Linked DNA regions of Sus scrofa: region 2 is linked to region 1. A link is a contact called in public HiChIP or PLAC-seq data. All regions are on one chromosome and are shown on one strand. The core of a region is the stretch at or near the end of the contact, and the rest is flanking DNA. Distances in the headings are between cores, read along the strand shown.

The links. HiChIP or PLAC-seq counts read pairs in DNA pulled down with a chosen protein or histone mark.
Region 2: a contact with region 1 is called in an H3K27ac HiChIP or PLAC-seq map of alveolar macrophages. The contact joins the promoter of DNAJC27 here to the enhancer-like site in region 1. A contact is called at or near these places in 7 of 47 Hi-C or Micro-C datasets (fetal liver, fetal skeletal muscle, liver and 4 more) and 1 of 2 datasets of contacts at active chromatin or transcription factors (alveolar macrophages).

The regions. Positions count from the first base shown.
Region 1 is chr3:113,781,845-113,787,757 of Sscrofa11.1, forward strand. No RefSeq gene overlaps it. Among named protein-coding and RNA genes, the nearest start is that of EFR3B, 26 kb to the left of the region's middle. Within about 2 kb of position 1,732, at least 6 of the 83 cell types and tissues checked have an H3K27ac peak or open chromatin away from gene starts, as enhancers often do. A contact at or near this core is called in alveolar macrophages and retroperitoneal adipose tissue, where this site is marked.
Region 2 is chr3:113,814,215-113,820,089 of Sscrofa11.1, forward strand. DNAJC27 (dnaJ homolog subfamily C member 27) reads left to right here and starts at 2,504. Exons shown (of 7, transcript XM_021087775.1): 1 at 2,504-2,793. The coding sequence starts at 2,707.

The DNA of each region.
Region 1 (5,913 bases), core at 482-2,981:
CTGAGCCACAATGGGAACATCAAATGATGACATATTTAAATATTTAATTTTAACAGTACATTTTTCAAATACATAATGTATTTTATTATGTTGAGAACTATTAAAAATGAGGTCCCAGTTGCAACAGCACGGATGCAACTAGAAATTCTCATACTAAGTGAAATAAGTCAGAAAGAGAAGGACAAATACCTTATGATATCACTTACATGTGGAGTCTAAAACATGGTGCAAATCAAATGGATCTATCTACAGAACAGAAACAGACTCACAGACATGGAGAATAGACTTGTGATAGCCAAGGGAGTGGGGGAAGGGAGTGGGATAGACTGGGAGTTTGGGGGAAGCAGATGTGAATTATTACATTTAGAATGGCTGGACAGGAGTTCCCATCGTGGCGCGGTGGTTAACGAATCCGACTAGGAACCATGAGGTTGCGGGTTCGGTCCCTGGCCTTGCTCAGTGGGTTAAGGATCCGGCGTTGCCAGGAGCTGTGGTGTAGGCTCTGATCCTGCATTGCTGTGGCTCTGGTGTAGGCCAGTGGCTACAGCTCCGATTCGACCCCTGGCCTGGGAACCTCCATATGTCGAGGGAGCAGCCCTAGAAAAGGCAAAAAGACAAAAAAAAAAAAAAAAAAAAAAAAGAATGGATGGACAATGAGGTCCTGCTGTACAGCACAGGGAACTATGTGTCCAATCTCTTGGGATAGACCATGATGGGAGATGATAGGAGAAAAGAAATGTGTGTGTGTGTGAGAGAGAGAGAGAGAAAGAGAGAGAGAGAAAGAGACTGGGTCACTTTGCTGTACAGCAGAAATCGGCACAACATTGTATATCAACTATAACAAAAAAAAAAGAAGAAAAAGTGAGGTTCCAAAATGACATCTAAAACTTGTAAAACTCTGCCAAAGAAATTATAGAATGGCGATCTGTTTCATTTCCCCATGAAAGAGTGCTCAAGGTTTGTTATTAAGTTAAAAAAAAAAAACAGAGTAAAAATTATGTAGATGATAAAAGATCAGCTGTGCAACACACATGCACCCTCACATGCATTCAGAAAAAAATGTTAATGGTAGCTGTCAGTGAAATGGTGGAATTGTGAGTAATTTAAGTTTTCTTCTCTATAATTTCCCCAATTTTCCAGCTTCTACCATAAGCATGAGTTGGCTTTATCACAAAGAGGAAATCAGGGAGTTCCCGTTGTGGCACAGGGGAAACAAATCCGATTGGTATCCGCCAGCCTGACTAGTGTCCTTGAGGATACAGTTTCGACCCCTGGCCTCGCTCAGTGTCTGGGATCCGGCGTTGCCTTGAGCTGTGGTGTAGGTCACAGACGCGGCTCAGATCCCAGTTGCCGTGGCTGTGGTGTAGGCCAGCAGCAGCAACTCCAATTCGATGCCTAGCCTGGGAACTTCCCTATGCTGCAGGCGCGGCCCTGAAAAAGCAAAAAAAAAAAAAAAAAAAGAGGAAATCCGAAGAGTTATTAATAGAAAGCAATATCCTAGAGTGTGGGAAGAAGCCCTGCATTAGGTCCAGGGGCAGACAGGTCAGGAACGGGCGACTATTATAGCTCCACTCACAGAGCAGAGTTCAATGAGGACCACATCTGCTCAGGGACAGGCTCTCAAGAGAGGGTGGCCCAAAAGGACTGTAAAGTGAATCAGGACTGAGAGAATGCAAAAGCAGATGTGACAAAACCTCTGTAATGCTTAGTTCAGAAGGCTCCGAGGAGCGCCAATAAGGAAGCATGACTGCAGGAAGTTAGGCAGAGCCTCAGAGGATGCCTGGTCCAAAGTCCTTGCTGTCAGAGAAGAGCCTCGGAAGAGCCAAAATCACCCCCTCAGAGCCTCAGGGTGGTGGAGCGGGGATTAGAATCCAGCCTCCTGCCTCCCGGCCACTGAGGGCGCTCTGCCTGCCCCGTAGTGAGGTTAAATGCTGTTGATTGTTGCTGCTGGTCGCACAAAGAGAGGATAGCACAGAATCTTTGACCAGGACTGGAACTCCTGCCCAGGCCAGTTTCCCTGGCTTCATGCTGGTGACGAGAACAGATGGCCAATGTTTCTGCAATTCTCTTGGCGCCAACCTTCCTCCCCAACCCACCGCCACGATGTTGGGTCAAATTCTCTTAGTTCATCTCCTTTTCTCTTTTCTTCCTTCTTTGCATTCTTTCTTATAATGTCTAAATCTACCAAACCAAACCAAACCAAAACCAAAACCAAAACCCACCTGAAAGAACAGTGCAAAAACTCTCACGTATCCTTCTCCTGAATAGGAAAATTGTTAGCATTTGACCGCCTTCACTCACCCCCATCTCCCTCTCCCTCCCGCCTCCTCCCCAGCCCCTCACCGACACACACACACCCACACGTAGCATATTACCCTCAAAAGTCTGATTTTCTCCCCACGTCATCTCATTTACTTTCACGGACTCAAAAACTATCAATATGCGTTCAGGCCACCAGCTGATGTACCTCTGATGCTGTATATCTTCTCTCACTACCTGCTGGACAATTCTATCTGGATGTTTTGGTACTTGGTTGTCAAAACCAAACTCATCTCCTTCCCCCAACTCTGACCCTTTATTGCAGCTGGTGGCATCCTGATCCCGCCCCGTCACCAAGATACACACCCAGGAATCAAACTGCCCCTTCCACCTGCCCACACGTCCCTCAACCCCCGGCTCCTGCAGTCTCCCCTCAGAGACCATTCTGAACTCTGGTTCATGATCTTTTCTCCCCCAGGGCTTCACAGCAGAATCATCTGGGGAGCCTGGGGAACCCCAACAGCCAGGCTGCACCACAGGCCGTTTAAATCGGGACCCAGGCCTTGACAGCCTAATACGGCTCCCCCGTGATTCCAACAGGCAGCCAAGCCAGGCACCTCTGGTTTAGCCCCGGGTCTGCTCTCGAGCCGCACTTTCCACTTCCACGCCTGCAGTAATGAACAGCTTATAACTGCACCTCTCCTTCTTCTGCGCTCGAGCTGCTTCCTGCCTCTGCCCAGTAGACAGCAAGCTACTTCTATCCCACCTCCGCTCCGGCTGAGTCCGACTTCGCTGATGGATCTGGCGGTTGCCTCCTCCAGGACGTCCTCGCTGATTCACCCATCTACAACTGAATGAGGTGTGCCTCCTCTGCATCTCTTGGTGCCGGTAACTCTCTCTCAGTGCCAGTAACTCTCAGTGCGCCGAGCGTGCTGTTCTATAATTATCTGCTTGTGTTGCTGATGCCCTCACAGAGTTAGGCACTGCCTGAGCCCATGACCACCTGGCACTCATTTTCATATTCTTAGCACCTACTACTCCACTTGGCCTTCTGCAAATGCACAACACCTGTTACCTGAATGACTCTCCAGAGAGGTGAGAAAAGGTGGTTTTTGTTTATTTGTTAGCTGTGCCCAAGGCATGCGGAAGTTTCCCAGCCAGGATTGAACCCGCGCCACAGCAGTGACAACACCAAGTCCTTAACCACTAGGTGACCAGGGAACTCCCAAGGAAAGATTTTTTGGAAAGAGGCTGTTATGCCAGACATTGACGGATTTTGATCAATATTTTTCACTCCACTTGTATCATGTATGTACGTAAAAGCATTCGTGTGTATCATATATGTACACATATATACCTTACACATTTTCTGGAACCATTTAAAAGTAGGTTGAAGACAGCAGGACACTTTACTTCTCAATTCTCCAGCATCACCTAAGAATATGACATTTTCTGTCCCAACTATGATATCATTATCATACCTAAGAAAATTTATATCTAATATTTACTTCATATTCAAACTCCCCCAATTGTCTCCAAAACGTATTTTATAGCTGTTATGGGTTTTTGATCAAAGATCACATCAAGGATCTCTTTAACCTCCATAGCTTTAAACCAGTTCCCTCACTTTTTTTGATTTTTTTTTTTAGGGCCACACCTGTGGCATATGGAAGTTCCCAAGCTGGGGTCAAATCAGAACTGTAACTGCCAGTCTCCACCACAGCCACAGCAACACCAGATCTGAACCACTTCTGTGACCTACATCCCAGCTCAAGGCAACACTGGATCCTTAACCCACTGAGCAGGACCAGGGATAGAACCCAAGTCCTCATGTATACTGGTCAGATTCATTACAGCTAAGCCACAACAGGAGCGCACACATTTTGCTTTTATTTCTTTTTTTAAGCTTTTCAAATTTATTTTTATTTATTTATTTATTTGTCTTTTTTTGCTCTTTCTTGGGCCGCTCCCGCGGCATATGGAGGTTCCCAGGCTAGGGGTCGAATCAGAGCTGTAGCCATCGGCCTACGCCAGAGCCACAGCAACGCGGGATCCGAGCCGTGTCTGCAACCTACACCGCAGCTCACGGCAACGCCAGATCGTTAACCCACTGAGCAAGGGCAGGGACCGAACCCACAACCTCATGGTTCCCAGTCAGATTCATTAACCACTGCGCCAGGACGGGAACTCCTTTTATTTGGTTTTGACCCCCAATTTTTTGAAGAGTTCTAGCCGGTTTTCTTAGGTAATCTCGCACATTCTGGGTTTGTCTGATTGTTTCCTCATGATTAGATTCATCCATGGCAACACCAGATCTGAGCTGCAGTCGCAACCTATGCCACAGCTTGTGGCAACACTGGACGCTTAACCCACTGAGCGAGGCCAGGGACCGAACCGGCATTCTTAAGGACACTATGTCAGGTTCTTAACCCACTGAGCCACAGTGGGAACTCCCAGATTAGGCATCTTTAGCAAGAACACTGCATAGGAGAGGTGCCATGTTTCTTACTGCATCACATCGGAAAGCACATAACATCTGATTGTCCCATTGTGTTCAATTTAACCTCTAGGTTGGGGGTGGAGGGGGAATTTGACCTGTAGGTTAAGGTGACAGCCTCCAGATCTTTCGATGGCAATGGTACCATTTCCTCTTTGTATTTAATAATCAGTGGAGTGATTCTTTGAGACCATATGGGTATCTTAGCATCTGTTGACCCACCATAATCCTTGCCCGAAGAGGGACTGCACAATGGTGCTTCTGCTAATTGTCCTGTTTTATTAGCTGGCATTCTCCGTCAAGCAGAAGTCTTCAGTGTGTCTTGTGTGCTTTCCCACAGCCGCCTTCTGACTACTTTTCCTGCCTCCAGTCTGGCTCACTCCACCCCTTCTGCTGCCAGAAGCAGCAGGCCTAATTGCAAATCTGGACACATCCGTGCCCTGTTTAAAATCCTTCAGGGATACGATCAAATCTGTGACCCGGCTCCTGCCTACCTCTTCGAGTTCATCTCCCTCTGCACCCACACATGTACTCCACTCAAACTATCTGCACCTCTCCAACCACAGCACCATCCGTCACAGCCCTGGACCTCTGCCTGCGAGACCCTGCCCCACCCTCCAGCCTCAGCAGACACCCCCCCGCTCCTTGTCTCTCCCTGCTCTGGCTCACACATCAGCTCCTCTGAGCATAAAGCTGAGCAGGCGCCTTGGGGCTGGGGGCCTCTTGTGACACCTGTGCATGTATCAACCATTGCATGCCTGGCCCCAGGTTGAAAATGCTTGCTTATGTGTCCCATCTGCTTGAAGCTCTTTATGGGAAGAGGTTTTCCTTTCGTCTCTGGATGACAAGAATCTAGCAGGCTGTCTGGCATTAGGTAGGCACTCAGAAAATATTTTCCAATGAAGTAACTCATATCGCCTCAAATTCTTAAATAAGGAATGTGACCAACTTCCAGAACAAGCAGCTTATGCGCCCTTTCAAAGACACAAAGCTTATCTTGTCAGCCTTTGTGTTGCTCACATCTCCTACCTTATTGCTTGTTAATTTGAATTAGATTTCTTTCTTTCTTTCCTTTCTTCCTTCTTTCCATTTTTTTTTTTCTTCTTTTTTAGGGCCACACCTGCAGCATATGGAAGCTCCCAGGCTAGGAGTAGCAT
Region 2 (5,875 bases), core at 1,254-3,753, 33 kb after region 1:
ACCCAGATCTTGGTTTCTAAATATCATTCTCCACTAAAAGGACCTACGGAACAAGGGCTCGCTGTTGTGACTGAAAGCCAGGAAGTGCTAAAAAAAAAAAACGGTAGAAACATATCAAAAAGATATAAGAGCCAGCTTGAGAATTAAAACAAATAATAGAAATAGTGGGGAGTTCCCGTCGTGGCGCAGTGGTTAACGAATCCGACTAGGAACCATGAGGTTGCGGGTTCGGTCCCTGCCCTTGCTCAGTGGGTTAACGATCCGGCGTTGCTGTGAGCTGTGGTGTAGGTTGCAGACGCGGCTCGGATCCCGCGTTGCTGTGGCTCTGGCGTAGGCCGGTGGCTCCAGCTCCGATTCGACCCCTAGCCTGGGAACCTCCATATGCTGCGGGAGCGGCTCAAGAAATAGCAACAACAACAACAACAAAAATCTCAAAAAAAAAAAAAAAAAAAAGAAATAGTGGAATATTCATGGAGTAAAATAAGAACAAATGAGTCCACCCTGATATAAATTGATAAATTAATGAATGAGAAAAGAAAGCTCTCCCTTATGGTAGATCACCAAGCAATAAATGTGGGAGAAAAGACGGAGTAAGAGAATTATCATTTTGCACTCATCACAGTAATACCTCTTTAGCCATGAGTCATCACTGGGTTCTTAAAAATTTGTGGGCGATAGTTACAGAATCTCAAAATATCCCCTTACAAATTACTTATTACAAAGGGAAAAAGTCACTTTACTGTGAATTTTCCTAGTGAACACTACTCGACAACTTTACCAACTAAAGTTTCTATCATTAATAAATGGAATATATATATATATATATATTTGCGTATGTGTGTGTCCTTTTTTTTTTTTTTTTTTTTTTAAGGCTGCACCCACAGCTTATGCAAGTTCCCAGGCTAAGGGTGGAATCATCCACAGTTACCTACCAATGGGATTTATGCTGCTGTTATGCATTGCACAACTTCTGAAACTTTGGAATCACATTGGACAAGACCACTTTTATTTCCTATTCCACACTGATTTTTTTTTTTTTTAAACAAGACAATCCTTTTATTTTTATACTTTTGTGCGGGTGAGGGGGGGGTCGCATCCACAACATTCAGAAGGTCCCAGGCCTGGGATCAAACCCGAGCCACAGCAGTAACCAGAACCAGAAGTGACAATGTAATATCCTTAACCCCCAGAGCCACCAGAGAACTCCCGTTGTACGTTTATTTCTGCACTTTTCTCTTTATCAGAAACACGGAAAATCGCAGCGTCCCAAATACGGCATATCCAAGGAATATGGCGCCATCTATTGTTAAAATTGTACATAACCTCGAGTGAGTAGTTTTGCATAGTTTTTCCTTGAGATATTAGAATACAAAATATCGCACAGATAGCTCCTATAAATTCACTGTGGGGCTGTGGGGGCACTCAGTGCACAGTTTGAGAGCCACAGGGTTAGATAACAATGTTACGTTTTGCTTACTGTTGCTATGTAAGGGAAAGTCCTTATTCCTAGGAAATACACATCAAATTATCTATGGATAAAGATTTTTGCAAATTACTCTCAAATGATTCAAGGAAAAAAGTGTGTATATTTATGTATACACAGTGATCATGGCCAATATAGTAAATGAGGCAAAATGTGGACAATGAATCTGGATAAAAGGTATACAAGGTTTTTCCCCCCTACTATTCTCGAAATTATTTCAAAACAAAGATTTCTAAAAGATTAAATATAATTCTATATTTCGAGGTATATATACATACGTAGTAAAACAAAAGCCTGGAAATTAAAAGCTCCAATTCAAATAGCTGCAACATTTTGCAGTGTGGGAAGAGGGATGTCCATTCGGGGAAGAGTGCACACAGTATCGTGACGTTTTATTTCTTAAGGTAAGTGGTGGATACACAGATACTTACATTACTCTTTGTAGCTTTACGTTTGTCCAACGTATTTCATAATTTATTTTAAAGAATAAACACGTCGAGTCTTTCTTAATACAGATCTTGCCTAATGGCCCTCCTCCAGTACCAGGGCCCCGACTTCCCCACTTCCCTGGCTTCTGACTCTGTCCCTCAGGGACTCCGAAGGGAAGCATAATATTGGAAGAGGGGTTAATGGATGGGCCCTTGGGCACTGAAGAATCCACCAAAAAAAAAAAAAAAAAAAAAAAAGAAAGAAAGAAAAGAAAAAAAACAAACCCCAAACGGACAGTGTAGCGTGGCCGGGCCCTGAACTAACCCGTAATTCCAGCTACTTCCAGCCCTGGGAACTGCCCTGAACAGCCAATAAATTTCTACCACCTGGCTGCTAACCTAACAAATGCCTATGTCCTGAAGCCCCTGAACACAAGGCCGCGCCCACGATGAAAGGTAAACTCGGCCACCCCGCCACACCACCTTCCTGCCGAGGGTCGCGACCTAGGCTCGATCGCTTGACCTCAGGAAAACTAAAACCGACTCTCCAGGGCCTAGAGATGACGTCACGCCGCCCTTTTCTAGCATCGCGAGACTTTCTTCTCCCTCCCACCGCAGGTTCGGACGCTCCCTACTGCCCGCGCCCGCTGCCTGGCAGCGGCGGGTATGGCGAGCAGCGGAGTTGAGGCGGTGACGAGAGCAGCGGCTCCGCCATTGGACTAGGAAGCCTGAGGGACGGGCCAGCGCGGTGAACAAGGAGAGACTGAGGCGGGTGGCCCCGAGAGAGCGAGGGCAATGGAGGCCAACGTGCCGAAGCGGAAGGAGCCTGGCAAGTCCCTACGCATCAAAGTCATCTCCATGGGCAACGCCGAAGTGGGGAAAGTGAGTACCGCGCTGGGAGGGGCGGGACCTCAGCGCGGCGGGGCGATGTGCCGATTGGCTGGGAGGGCGGCCACTCAACAGCCCGGGGCTCAGCCTCCTCCCCGCCCCTGAGCAGGCCTGGTCTCCTGAGAGATGCGGCTCCGCTCAGAAAAGTCTCCTGACCTTTTTGACCTTTGGGTTGCCCCTCTCCAACACCTAAGAAGGTGCCTCGTGTGCTTCTAACCCTTGACTGTATCCCAAAGAGTTAAGGAGGCCTAGGTCCTTATGTCAGATCTCCTGCCTAGATACCATATCGGCGTTCCAGGTGACCCGTCCAGGACTTAGAGGTGGAGAATAAAAGTTCAGGGACCCCCAGAGGGGTTTGGGAGCCGAAGGGACTTTACTGGGCGTGTGTGAGGATGAGGATTTGTCAAATGTTACTCTGCAGACATGGAGCCCAGAATCTACATTTCATCGCCAAGAGAGCATGACTGATGCTAAAGTGTTTCACAGAGGAGGTGCGACGGATGTCAAGGAACTTGTGTTATTTTGTTTTGTTAGTTTTGTTTTTATTTCTGGTAGTGTCACTACATCCATTATCTCAAAGAAGTCTTAGTTCCCTGCCTTCTGTTCTGCTTCTACTGGGTCAGCTCTAAGCTCTCCCATAGCATGGGGGGAGGGAGGGAGAGAGATGAAGGAAGGTCTTTCCTCGCGTGAATTCCAACTTGACTTAAATTGTCTCCCCTTCAGGGTAAGTGGAAGCTTTTGGTTAAGAACCTGCCAAGGTCATCATATCAGTGACCGAGACAGGGTTAGAACCTGGATCTTCACACTCCCATTGCAGTGCTCTTTCCATCATGTGCTGTCAAAATCAACTCCTAGTAGGATCTGCATGCCAAAAGAGCTGTTGATGGGAGTATTTATGCCAGTGCCTTGCACATAGTTGGTGCTCAGTAAATGTTTATTCATGTCTTTGCTTTCTATTTAGTATTCTCTTGTACTATTCATGAATCTATATGTATGTATGTATTAACATAATTGAAAGTCAACATTTGTTGAATGCCAGCTTTGTGCCAGGCTTTGAAAAGAAAAAGAATAAAGCCTCTAGAAGGTTATGTACTAAACTGGCTAAGTGAGCATGCTCACTTTTTAAATTTTACTGTACTTAGTGGTGCAACATTAGAAATAGCTTAAAATGTTAGAAATAGCTTAAAATGTTATCACATTTATGTAATATTCTAGATTTATTAGCCAATGCAGTTAGGGGAAAGAAAGAACATACAAAATACTGGAAAGGAGAAAGCAAAATTATCATTATTTGTTAATAATAAGATTGTTTATATGGAAACCCAGAGAGAATTAACTGAAAAGCTATTAGAAATAATAAGAAAAGACAAAATTAATGTACAAAAATTTATAGCTTTATTATATCAAATTATAATTGTTTGGAAAATATAATTGAAAAACGATTTCAATTTACAATAACAACCAAAATAAAGTGCCTAGGTTTAAACTTAAGAAATGGGTAGGGGAGTTCCCGTCGTGGCGCAGTGGTTAAGGAATCCGACTAGGAACCATGAGGTTGCAGGTTCCATCCCTGTCCTTGCTCAGTGGGTTAAGGATCCGGAATTGCCGTGAGCTGTGGTGTAGGTTGCAGACGTGGCTCGGATCCCACGTTGCTGTGGCTGTGGTGTAGGCCAGCAGCTACAGCTCTGATTTGACCTCCAGCCTGGGAACCTCCACATGCCGCAACTGCAGCCCTAAAAAGCGGCCCTAGAAAAGACAAAAAAAAAAAAAAAAAAAAAAAGAAATGGGTAGGACCTAGGACCTATATGAAGAAACTTTGTAAGCTCTTAGAGTTTACATAAATTACCTAGACAAATGGAAAGACATACTTTCCCCATAATTAGGATCTATATTTTAGAGATGTCAATTCTTTAAAATAATCTACGAATGTCATTCAGTTCCAGTTAAAATACCAATAGGGTTTTTTTTCTTCAGAACATAATAAAAGGTGAAAAATTAAATATGAGACTGTGTATATGTATAACTCATTCACTTTGATGTACACCTGAAATTAACACAACATTGTAAGTAAACATACTCCAATACAATTTCTTTATTGTGAAAAGGAAATGAGAAGAGACTAACACTATCAGATATTAAAACATATTTTAAAGTTACTAAACTTTTCCTATTGATACCAGAAAGGAAATAACAGAGATAGAAACATCAGTGGAGCAGAACAGCACCCAGAAATAAACACAAACATACAAGGAAAGTCAGTTTACAACAAATATAGTAAGTCTGTGGGAAAGTAAGGACCATTTAATAAGTACTTTTGCAATAGCTATCTACTCTTTGGGGGTGGAGTGGATTCCTATTGAATACCTTTCTCGAAAATAAATTTTAGGTGGATAAAAGATTTAAGTGTAATTTAAAATAATTTTGCTTTAGTTTTAAAAGTAATACATTCATTTTAAAGAATTTGGAAAATATAGGAAGACACACAGATAAATAAGTTAAAAATTAAGGCATGCTCCAGTAAATAATCCTTGGATCAAAGGGCAAATCGGGAGTTCTTGCTGTGGCACAGCAGATAAAGGATCCAGCATTGCTGCAGCTGTGGGGTAGGTCACAGCTGCAGCCTGGATTTTATCCCTGGCCTGGGAACTTCCATATGCTGCAGGTGCGGGGAATAAAAGAAGAAGGAAAAAAAAAACAAAAACAAAAACAAAGGGAAAATCAAAGCAAATGACAAAATAAGTAGAAAGCGATGAAAGGAGAGAATCCATTACAGAATTTTCAGGGCCAATTTAAAGCTGTAATGAAAGGAAAATCCACTGTCTTATTTGTTTCTTAAAAAGAAATAAAAAGTAAAAGGCACTTAATTCACCTTTGTGAATATGCTTAGAACCACTGAATTGTATGTATACCTTAAAAGTATAAACATTATGGTATATCTCACTTTTAAAAAATAAAGGAACTGGAGTTCTTTCCCATCCTGACTCAGCAGAAGAATATCTGATTAACATCCATGAAGACGCAGGTTTGATCCCTGGCTTTGCTCAGTGGGTTAAGGATCCTGCATTGCTGTGGCTGT